Linked DNA regions of Sus scrofa: region 2 is linked to region 1. A link is a contact called in public Hi-C data. All regions are on one chromosome and are shown on one strand. The core of a region is the stretch at or near the end of the contact, and the rest is flanking DNA. Distances in the headings are between cores, read along the strand shown. Region 1 holds the start of SERPINF2 (alpha-2-antiplasmin). Region 2 overlaps RTN4RL1 (reticulon-4 receptor-like 1).

Region 1 (4,192 bases), core at 1,220-3,719:
CAGGCACCTGGGACTCCCTCCCCGTCCTCAGTGGCAGCCAGGGGACATGCACGGCCCACTGCTGGGGGCAGGCCGCCTCTGGCTTCCTCCAGGGCCCCTCAGGGGACCCTGGCTTCTGGGTGCTTCTAAATTCTGATTTTCCAAGAAAACATCAGGAAGTCTCTGGGGTCGGCCTGGGTGTTAATCTTGGCTCTGCCACTTATTGGCTCTGTGACCTTGTATGATTACTTGACTCTTCTGAGCCTTAGTTTTGGCCTCTGCAAAATGGAAACAATGACAGCATCTGTCTTAGAGAGATGTTAGGAAGAGGAACTGTAGTAAGACGTTTAACGTGTCTGACATTATACCTGACTGCCCAAATTGTAATGATGACTAGGCCGATGACTCTTAAATACATTCATATTAACGAACATTAATGTAACGTGGGAGGGGGGCAGCCTGTCCCCAGCTCAGGACGCCCTGTCTTCCTGGGGGACCGTGTGGGAGGGAACAGGAAGCCCCTGGGCACCACTGAGGCTCTCCTCTCCCCGGGCAGGCGGTGGAGGGCAGCCTCCTGGTCAGCTCCTCCTCCGACCATTCCTTGACCGTCTGGAAGGAGCTGGAGCCGAAGCCCACGCATCACTACAAGTCCGCCTCTGATCCCATCCACACCTTCGACTTGTATGGCAGCGAGGTGGTGACGGGCACCGTGGCCAACAAGATCGGCGTCTGCTCCTTGCTTGAGCCGCCTTCCCAGGCCACCACCAAGCTCAGCTCCGAGAACTTCCGCGGCACGCTCACCAGCCTGGCCTTGCTGCCCACCAAACGCCACCTCCTGCTGGGCTCAGACAACGGGGTCATCCGCCTCCTGGCGTAGCCAAGGCGGGAGCTGGCCCGGTGGAGGAGGGCGCACGACCTCGGGGAGTCCATCCCCTCGCCCTTGTCTCCCCAGCAGCTCCTCCGGGCAAGCCTTAGGCCCACGTGGCCTGCCAGTTAGGGTGGCGTGGGGAGGTCTGGGCTCCTGAACCCCCAGAGCCACCAAGGCTGCCAGAACGGATCATGCCCCTAGCTTGGGGCGATGTTGCTCCGGGCCAGCAGGAAGCAGGAGGGAGATCTGGGGGAAAGCATCGCTGCCCCCACTTCTCCCCAGCTCTGCCCTCATTTTCCATATGGGGACAGGACGCTCCGGGAAGGGGACAGGAGACCCCCTGCCTGGCCAGTCCCCAGCCACGGTCCCCCCTTGCCGGGCTCGCTGTGCCCCTATGCCGTGAGGACAGGGAAGCCACCCCAGTCCAGGACACTGATGGTGCTTGGACTCCAGCCTCTAAGGAGGACTGGCCGTGGTCCAGGAGTTAAGGGGCTTGGGCTGGGGTGTAAGTGTCCCCCCAGCCAGTCCCTGCCCAGTGTGGGACCATGAGGGGACGTGGGCAAGACCAAAGGCGGGAAGATGCACAGGGCCAGGGGGTGCCTGCCCACCCGTCACCACAGTGTTTGTGCCTTGAGCTGATGAGGCAGCCTCTGGGGTCCAGAATCCCTGGGGGAGCGGGTCCAACACCCTGAAAGAAGGAGCAAGAAGAGTCATCTCTGCACCTCAGGTCTCCCTCCGCCAGGGGACAGGAAGACCCGGGCACTCAGAGATGATGTCTGAGGCCGGGCCCCTGCTGCCTTCTCGCTATTTGCAATAGATGTAAATATGATCAATAAACCTTTGGAAGAGCCAGGGAGCGGGGCGAGGCTTTTCTTGATGGCGGGGTTGGGGTGGGGAGAAGTTGAGACCCTGCAGCTTCCAGGACAGCGAGGGAGGGGAAAGTAGGGCCCGAGCTGGGGAGACAGCCTGATTGCTGCTCCTCAGGTGGTGCAGGGTTCAGGGCTTCTGGTTCGCGCAGCCCAGGCCAGTTTCCAGAACCCTCACCCTTGGGAAGGGTAAGGAGGCATTGCTCTGATGAGGTGGGGTCCTGGGAGGTTGGGTGCTTCTCTTCCCACCCAGGCAGAAGGCAGCCAACCAGGATCCTGGGCCTGGGGAGGGGGGGAATGGGCGCCCTATCCTGGGTTCCCTGCCGAGTGAGTCTCTTGAAGCTTCTCCTTCCCTCCTCTGGTGGCGTGGGGGGTGGGGTGGGGGGCAGGGGTGTGGGAGAGGAAAGGGGGAAAGGAAAGGACCTTGGAAGTAGGAAGCTGAATGTCACTCTGAGCCTAGCTGTGTGTCCGTGGGCAGGTCACACATCTCCGAGCCTGACCAAAGCGCGGATAACCTCCCACTTCATGGGGTCACCGGCAGGCCCCCGTGCTTCCTGCTCTGCCCTCCACCTGAGGACAGCCTCCTCGACTGTCTCCTGAACCCCCTTTCTCACGGCTCAGGTGGGACCCAGATCCACAGGGGTTCCAGGTGACCCAGTATTAGATGCCTTGGTGGGAAAGGGGCTTCTGGCCCCAGCACCAATGTTTAACCGGATGTGCAGGTCAATGTTTACCAGAAGAGAAAGCACTCGGAACTGGGTTGGCTGAGAGCAAAGGTCCTGGTGGGAGGGGAGGGCTCGGCTGGGCGGCTGGAGCCCGGGCAGAGCGTGGGGAGCACCCAAGTGGGGCCAGAGGGACATCGTGTGCAGCAGCGAGGAGCCCGCAGAGGTACAGGGGTGGGAAGGCTCGGCCTGGAGCTGCCCACCTGCCGAGGGGGTCTGGGCTGAGTTTATTCAGGGGGGCCTGTCACTTCCCAGCCTCCTGGGGAGAGGAGGAGCCAAGGTGGGGGTTCTGGTGGGGGGAGTCTCTCTGGGACGTGAAAATCTGAGGCCTTTTCTTGCCAGGAAGATTCAAAAGCCTGGGTTGGAGATCAGGGCCCCCGGCCCAGGGATCACTGTGTGGGCTGGGCTGGGGGGAGAGGATGCTCCAGAACAGGCCCGGAGCTGGGTGTGGGGTGGGCGTGTGTGAGACCTGCTCTGAGGCCAGACAGAGACCTGCCCATCCCCACCCGCCAGCCTGGCTTCCCGGAGCCAGCCTGGGGCAGAGTTGGGGGGCGAGGCCCATGTTTTCCCTTAAGTCCAAAGGTGGCTCTGGCCAGTCATTCATTGGGCTCTGCTGTTGGGTCAACAAGGCCAGTCTCTGGCCCAGCCCACCACCCCTGCTGAGAGCACCGTCTCGTCCACCCCTGTGGGCAAGACCAGACTCACCAGAAAAGGTGGGCTGATGGGCAGCTGGTTGGATAGGAGCTCCACGGAGGGAGCCCCAGTACAGAGGAGGCTTCGGGCCAGGCCTCCCGGAAGAGAAGCCTTGAACTAGGCTGACTGTACCCACTACTGAGTGCCAGGCCATGCGGTCAGGGCTCACAAAGACTGATGATGTTGGTTCCTGTAAGACATGTGGCTGGAGGCAGGGACTTTCGCCACCATTTACCAGATAAGGCAGAGCCCAGAGGGGTTGAGGAAGACGTCCTTGGTCCTCTGCCAAGAGGCACAGCCTGGATTCAAACCCAGGTCTGTGGGAGTTCCCGTCGTGGCTCAGCAGAAGCGGAATCCAACTAGTATGCACAAGGATGCGGCTTCGATCCCTGGCCTCGATCAGTGGGTTGGGGATCCCGCGTAGCTGTGGCTGTGGCTGTGGCCGACAGCTGTAGCTCGGATTAGGCCCCTAGCCTGGGAAATTCCATTTGCCGAGGGTACAGCTCTAAAAAAAAAAAGCAAAACAACAACAAAACACCCCGGTCTGACTCATGACACCAAGCCTTGAAGGATGACTTTCTGGTTTGGGTGGTGTTTTCCCCTATCAACCAAAACATTTTCAGTGGATGAAATATGAAAAACCAGGAAGTGCAAAGGGGAAAAAGCAGTTCTGGGGGAGGGGTTCCAGGCAATTCACCTCGGAGCGGAGAATCTCTGCTTGTGCCCCGGTCGTGTGCGCAGCAGCTGCCGCTGTTCCCTCCGTGCACGTGTGCGTGGGATGCCCAGTGGGTGGGGGCGTGGCATGAACAGAGGCTTCCTGTCCTGCTCAGGAACATGGCACTGCTCTCGGGGCTCCTGGTGCTCAGCTTGTTCTGCCTGCACGTGGTGAGCCTGGGCCGAGGTCTGGGGGAGGCAGGGAGGCGGCTGGGGAAGAGGCCAGGGGTCTGGGGGAAAGGGGAGGGGGTGTGGGGAGGAGAGAGGGCTTGGCTCGAGGGGGGTCCCCCTCCTTTCCTCATCCCCTTCTCCACAGCTCCCTCCTGTGAGCGCCATGGACCCCTTGGGCC
Region 2 (4,192 bases), core at 514-3,013, 200 kb after region 1:
TCGGATCCTTAACCCACTGAGCAAGGCCAGGGATCAAACTCGCAACCTCATGGTTCCTAGACGGATTCATTTCCACTGCACCACGACGGGACCTCCAGGAGGGGCGTGCTCTTCTTCCTCGTACTCCACCCTCTGGAGATTTTGGTGCCACAAGCCACCCCGGCTCCAAGGAAAACTAATGCCTCTGTATGTCTCCCTGCTCTGGTATGCCCACAGCCCCGTTCACTGGAGACCTAGGCCGTGTCCATGACCCCAACACACACACCCCCACACACACCCACACACCCACCCCTCTCCCTCTCCAAATAGCCACAAGGTTTTGGGTTTGGCTGGCTGTTTGGGGGTAGTGCCAAGCCTGCCTACCTAAGGGGCAACACTGAACTCCCGCGACGGTTTCCATCCACTCAGCTCCTTGTGAAGGCCGTGACCTCTCACCCTTCTCTCCCTCTCCTACCCAGAAGCCCACACATGGGCCAAGGTGTACACACACGTGTGGGCTGCAGCATGGTCTCTAACAGCAAAAAACAGGAAACAGCCTCGGCGCAGAACCCAGAGGGCTGGCCTTTCAGCAGCCATGAAAACAGGCTTAGAATGACCAACGTAGGGAGTTCCCTGGTGGTCTAATGGTTAGGACTCAGTGCTTTCACCACTGCGGCCCAAGTTTGATCCCTGATCTGGAAACTGAGATCCTATACCACAGCCAGGAAATAAATAAAAATTAGAATGACCAACCCAGGAAGGCATTTGAGACCTACTGTAATTTATCAAGGGGGGGGGGCACAAGGAAAGATGCACCAAACGCCCTGGGAGGGATGGGCGTTCCCACTCTTCGGCTGTGGGATTAGAGTGATTTTCTTTTTGCCAATCTGTGGTTTTCCAAAATTATCTGTCCATGTGTATGCATTATTTGAGAAGTTCAAAATTTTCACTCCAAGGAGAAAAGGCTGATGTATATATGAGGCAGCGGGTAAAAAAAAAAAACAAGACCTTTCGCAGGACTCAGGTCTGTGTTTCATGCTTTGGAGAAAAGGCAAGGGCTTATGGGAACTGACCTTTGCCCTTATGCCCAGGCTGTAGCCTGGACCACATTAACAGCCAAGGAGAAGAGTCTGACCCCAATGGGAATGGAGATTCCCAAGACCCACCACCATAGCTGTTATTCGGTCTGTGTTTGGGCTCCCCCTGCCCCTTGACCAAGTGGCTGGTGGACTTGGGGCTGACCCCAAGCTCTGGTCCTCTCCAAAGGAACTTGAAACGATTCCATGGGCTCAGAACGCCTGCCCCACTCAGAGCTCCAGTCCCCCAGGCAGCCAGGTATTGTATCAAGCATACTCCTGCCTCCAGGCCTTGGCCATTGCTGTTCCCTCTGTCTAGAAAACGCTTCCCTGGTAGCTGCAAAGAGCCCTCCTTGACTTCCCTTAGGCCTCTGTTCAAATGTTACCTTATCAGAAAGACTTCCCAGCCTCTCTTTCTAAAATAACAGCTCCGGAGTTCCCACTGTGGGGCAACAAGATCGGCGGTGTCTCTGCAGCGCCAGGACGCAGGTTGGATCCCTGGCCCAGCACAGTGGGTTAAAGGATCCAGCGTTGCTGCAGGCAGCTGCGGCATAGGTCGTAACTGTGACTCGGATCTGATCCCTGGCCCGGGAACTCCATGTGCCTTGGGGCAGCCAAAAAAAATACAAAACAAAACAACAGCTCTCTGGTCACCTTCTGTTCCTTAATGAACTCTGTTAATTTTCTGCTAAGCACCTACCAGCCCTCGACAAAACAGAGCTGGAATACACAATAGCATTGTCTAACCTCCTCTCTGGAACGTAAGCTCTGTAAGAACAGAGGACTAGGGTTTTGTTCATTGCTGCATCCTCGGTGCCAGGCCAGCCAAAGGCAGGCACTCAACTGCTGTTCAGTGTTTGTCAGTGGAGAGAGCCCTCCCCAGGACCTCTAAAAGGCGGCCAGCTCATCTCCTCCGTGGATAGATAATCCCCAGGTGATCGAGATCTAGACATGGTCTGACGTGGGAAAACACAGCTGGCTCAAATGGGGTTTTCCTTCTGGGAAATAAAGCTGAGAACCCCAAGTATGTGGGGCAATTCGAGGTGGGAAGAGAGGGTGAAAGACTGTCTTGAGGAGTAAGCAGCGGAAACGAATCCAACTGGGAACCATAAGGTTGCAGGTTTGATTCCTGGCCTCGCTCAGTGGGTTAAGGATCCAGCGTTGTCATGAGCTGTGGTGTAGGCTGCAGACGAGGCTCGGATCCTGCGTTGCTGTGGCTGTGACTGTGGCCAGGAGCTATAGCTCCGATTTAACCCCTAGCCTGGGAACCTTCATATCCACGGGTGCAGCCCTAAAAAGAAAAAAAAAGAAAAAAAAAAAGAGTAAGCAGCCCTAGGTGGCCATATGGAGCCTTGTGCAAGGTGAAAAGTCATGGGTGCAGAGAGTGGGGCAGGAGAAAGAGCAGCTGGCGGGGATGGAAGGAGAGGCCATGAGAGGGCCACAGAGTGGCTGCCACTTCCTAGAGCTGCCTCTCCTCCCCTGGAGGCTTCTGGAGCCCAGGTCATGCATCTCTTTGCAATAATCCCCCATTTCCAATGGGCCACCTTGAGTCGCTGAGATCACATCTCTTTATCAAAGGCAGAAATACCAGCCCACCAGGGGCAGTGGGCCAATCACAGGAAGGTGATAACCATTGCTACTTGACAGCAGCCCCGGGAGAGAGCGCAGAACAGGCAGAGTTTTCTCATCCCAGGTACCACCTGAGCTCAGCTTCGCCTGGCAATTTTGTCTCCTCAGGTTCAGTCCAGCCTCGTTTAAACATTTCAGATCTCTGAAGCCCAGAATGTCCACGAGAGGTTTTTCATTTGCCACAGAATCAATAGTGCAAATTTTGTTCCATAAAAAAATCTGCCAAGTACAACCGTAAACTTTCCTGAGTGCTGTCTCTTTCCCAACACAAATCCTGCCCTGCTGGCCGTCCCCTGCCGCCCCACTGGCCACTCTTTCTGCACCTGTTAGTGTCCTCTGCTAACGGAGGAACAGAGCTGGGGTGGGGTGAGGCAGCAGCCCGGGGCCCTAGATGAGCTCTCCAGCCCCTCTGAGCCTCAGTGTTCTCATCTGTAACTTGGGGCTAAGACAACTTGCTGTTTCTGCTCTTAACAAGGTGTGTTCAGGGAAAACAATGAGATGCTTTTCTCCATCCCCCTCACTAAAAAACAAAGAACGAAAAATAAAACCTGTTCCCTCCTGCTTCCTGATAGGAAGTTTTTTTTTTTTTCCTTCAAGCCCTAGGTTACTGTGTTTTTGTTTGTTTGTTTGGTTGGTTGGTTTTTTTTTTGCTATTTCTTGGGCCGCTCCTGCGGCATATGGAGGTTCCCAGGCTAGGGGTCCAATTGGAGCTGTAGCCACCGGCCTACACCAGAGCCACAGCAACTCGGGATCCGAGCCGCGTCTGCAACCTACACCACAGCTCACGGCAGCGCCGGATTGTTAACCCACTGAGCAAGGGCAGGGACCAAACCCGCAACCTCATGGTTCCTAGTCGGATTCGTTAACCACTGCGCCACGACGACGGGAACTCCCCCTAGGTTATTGTGATGTAATTTTTTTTTATAGTTTTGGAGGTTTGGGTAAAATTAGGTTTGGGTACTAAGTGCCTTGTGTTCTAGCTTATATGGACAGTCATTCAATCAACCTTTCCAGTCAACTCGTAAAGACATGACACTAGTTACTGATTCAATACTATTTACACAATGTCACACTGGAGCTGCATTTTATTTTGTGAAGGATGCTGTTATTAGTCAGGTCTTGGTAGGAAAAGCAGAGCACTGTCCAACTGAGTAATTTATGAGTACATAATAAAGATGAGAAGAGTGGGTAAGGAAACCCTAAGAGATAATGGGTTTTATAGCCCTCTCCCCCCAGGGCCGAGTTAGGGGAGGGAGCTCTTGCGAGTTCAGCACATACCAGACTGACTTCCAACAGCCAGAAGCTGCAGGCCTTTGCCCAAGGGCCTTCTCTGGCAAGTGAAACTGTCTTTGCTCCTTCCAGGGGAACAATGCTCGGCCAGTGAGGGATGGGAGCTGTGTATAAATACCCCAGCTCCCTCCCCTTGGGGTGAGACAATGTTGAGGTGCATGGTCTAGACTGCATCTGAAGTTTCCCAGTGGGATGAAGTTCTTGGTGGCCCACGACAA

What was found. Hi-C and Micro-C count contacts between places; a contact is called where the count stands out from the background.
Region 2: a contact with region 1 is called in a Hi-C map of liver, with 4 times the contacts expected there. The contact joins the enhancer-like site here to the promoter of SERPINF2 in region 1. A contact is called at or near these places in 3 of 5 promoter capture datasets (fetal liver, fetal skeletal muscle and liver), 7 of 47 Hi-C or Micro-C datasets (embryonic fibroblasts, fibroblasts, heart right ventricle and 4 more) and 1 of 2 datasets of contacts at active chromatin or transcription factors (skeletal muscle).

What each region holds. Positions count from the first base shown.
Region 1 is chr12:47,932,082-47,936,273 of Sscrofa11.1, forward strand. It overlaps SERPINF2 (alpha-2-antiplasmin), which reads left to right and starts at 2,470. Exons shown (of 10, transcript XM_021067579.1): 1 at 2,470-2,601; 2 at 3,959-4,013; 3 at 4,159-4,192. The coding sequence starts at 3,963. WDR81 (WD repeat-containing protein 81) reads left to right here. Exons shown (of 9, transcript XM_021067573.1): 9 at 536-1,701. The coding sequence ends at 856.
Region 2 is chr12:48,128,713-48,132,904 of Sscrofa11.1, forward strand. The region is part of intron 1 of RTN4RL1 (reticulon-4 receptor-like 1); the gene reads right to left. Among named protein-coding and RNA genes, the nearest start is that of RTN4RL1, 16 kb to the right of the region's middle. Within about 2 kb of position 1,764, at least 2 of the 83 cell types and tissues checked have an H3K27ac peak or open chromatin away from gene starts, as enhancers often do. A contact at or near this core is called in liver, where this site is marked.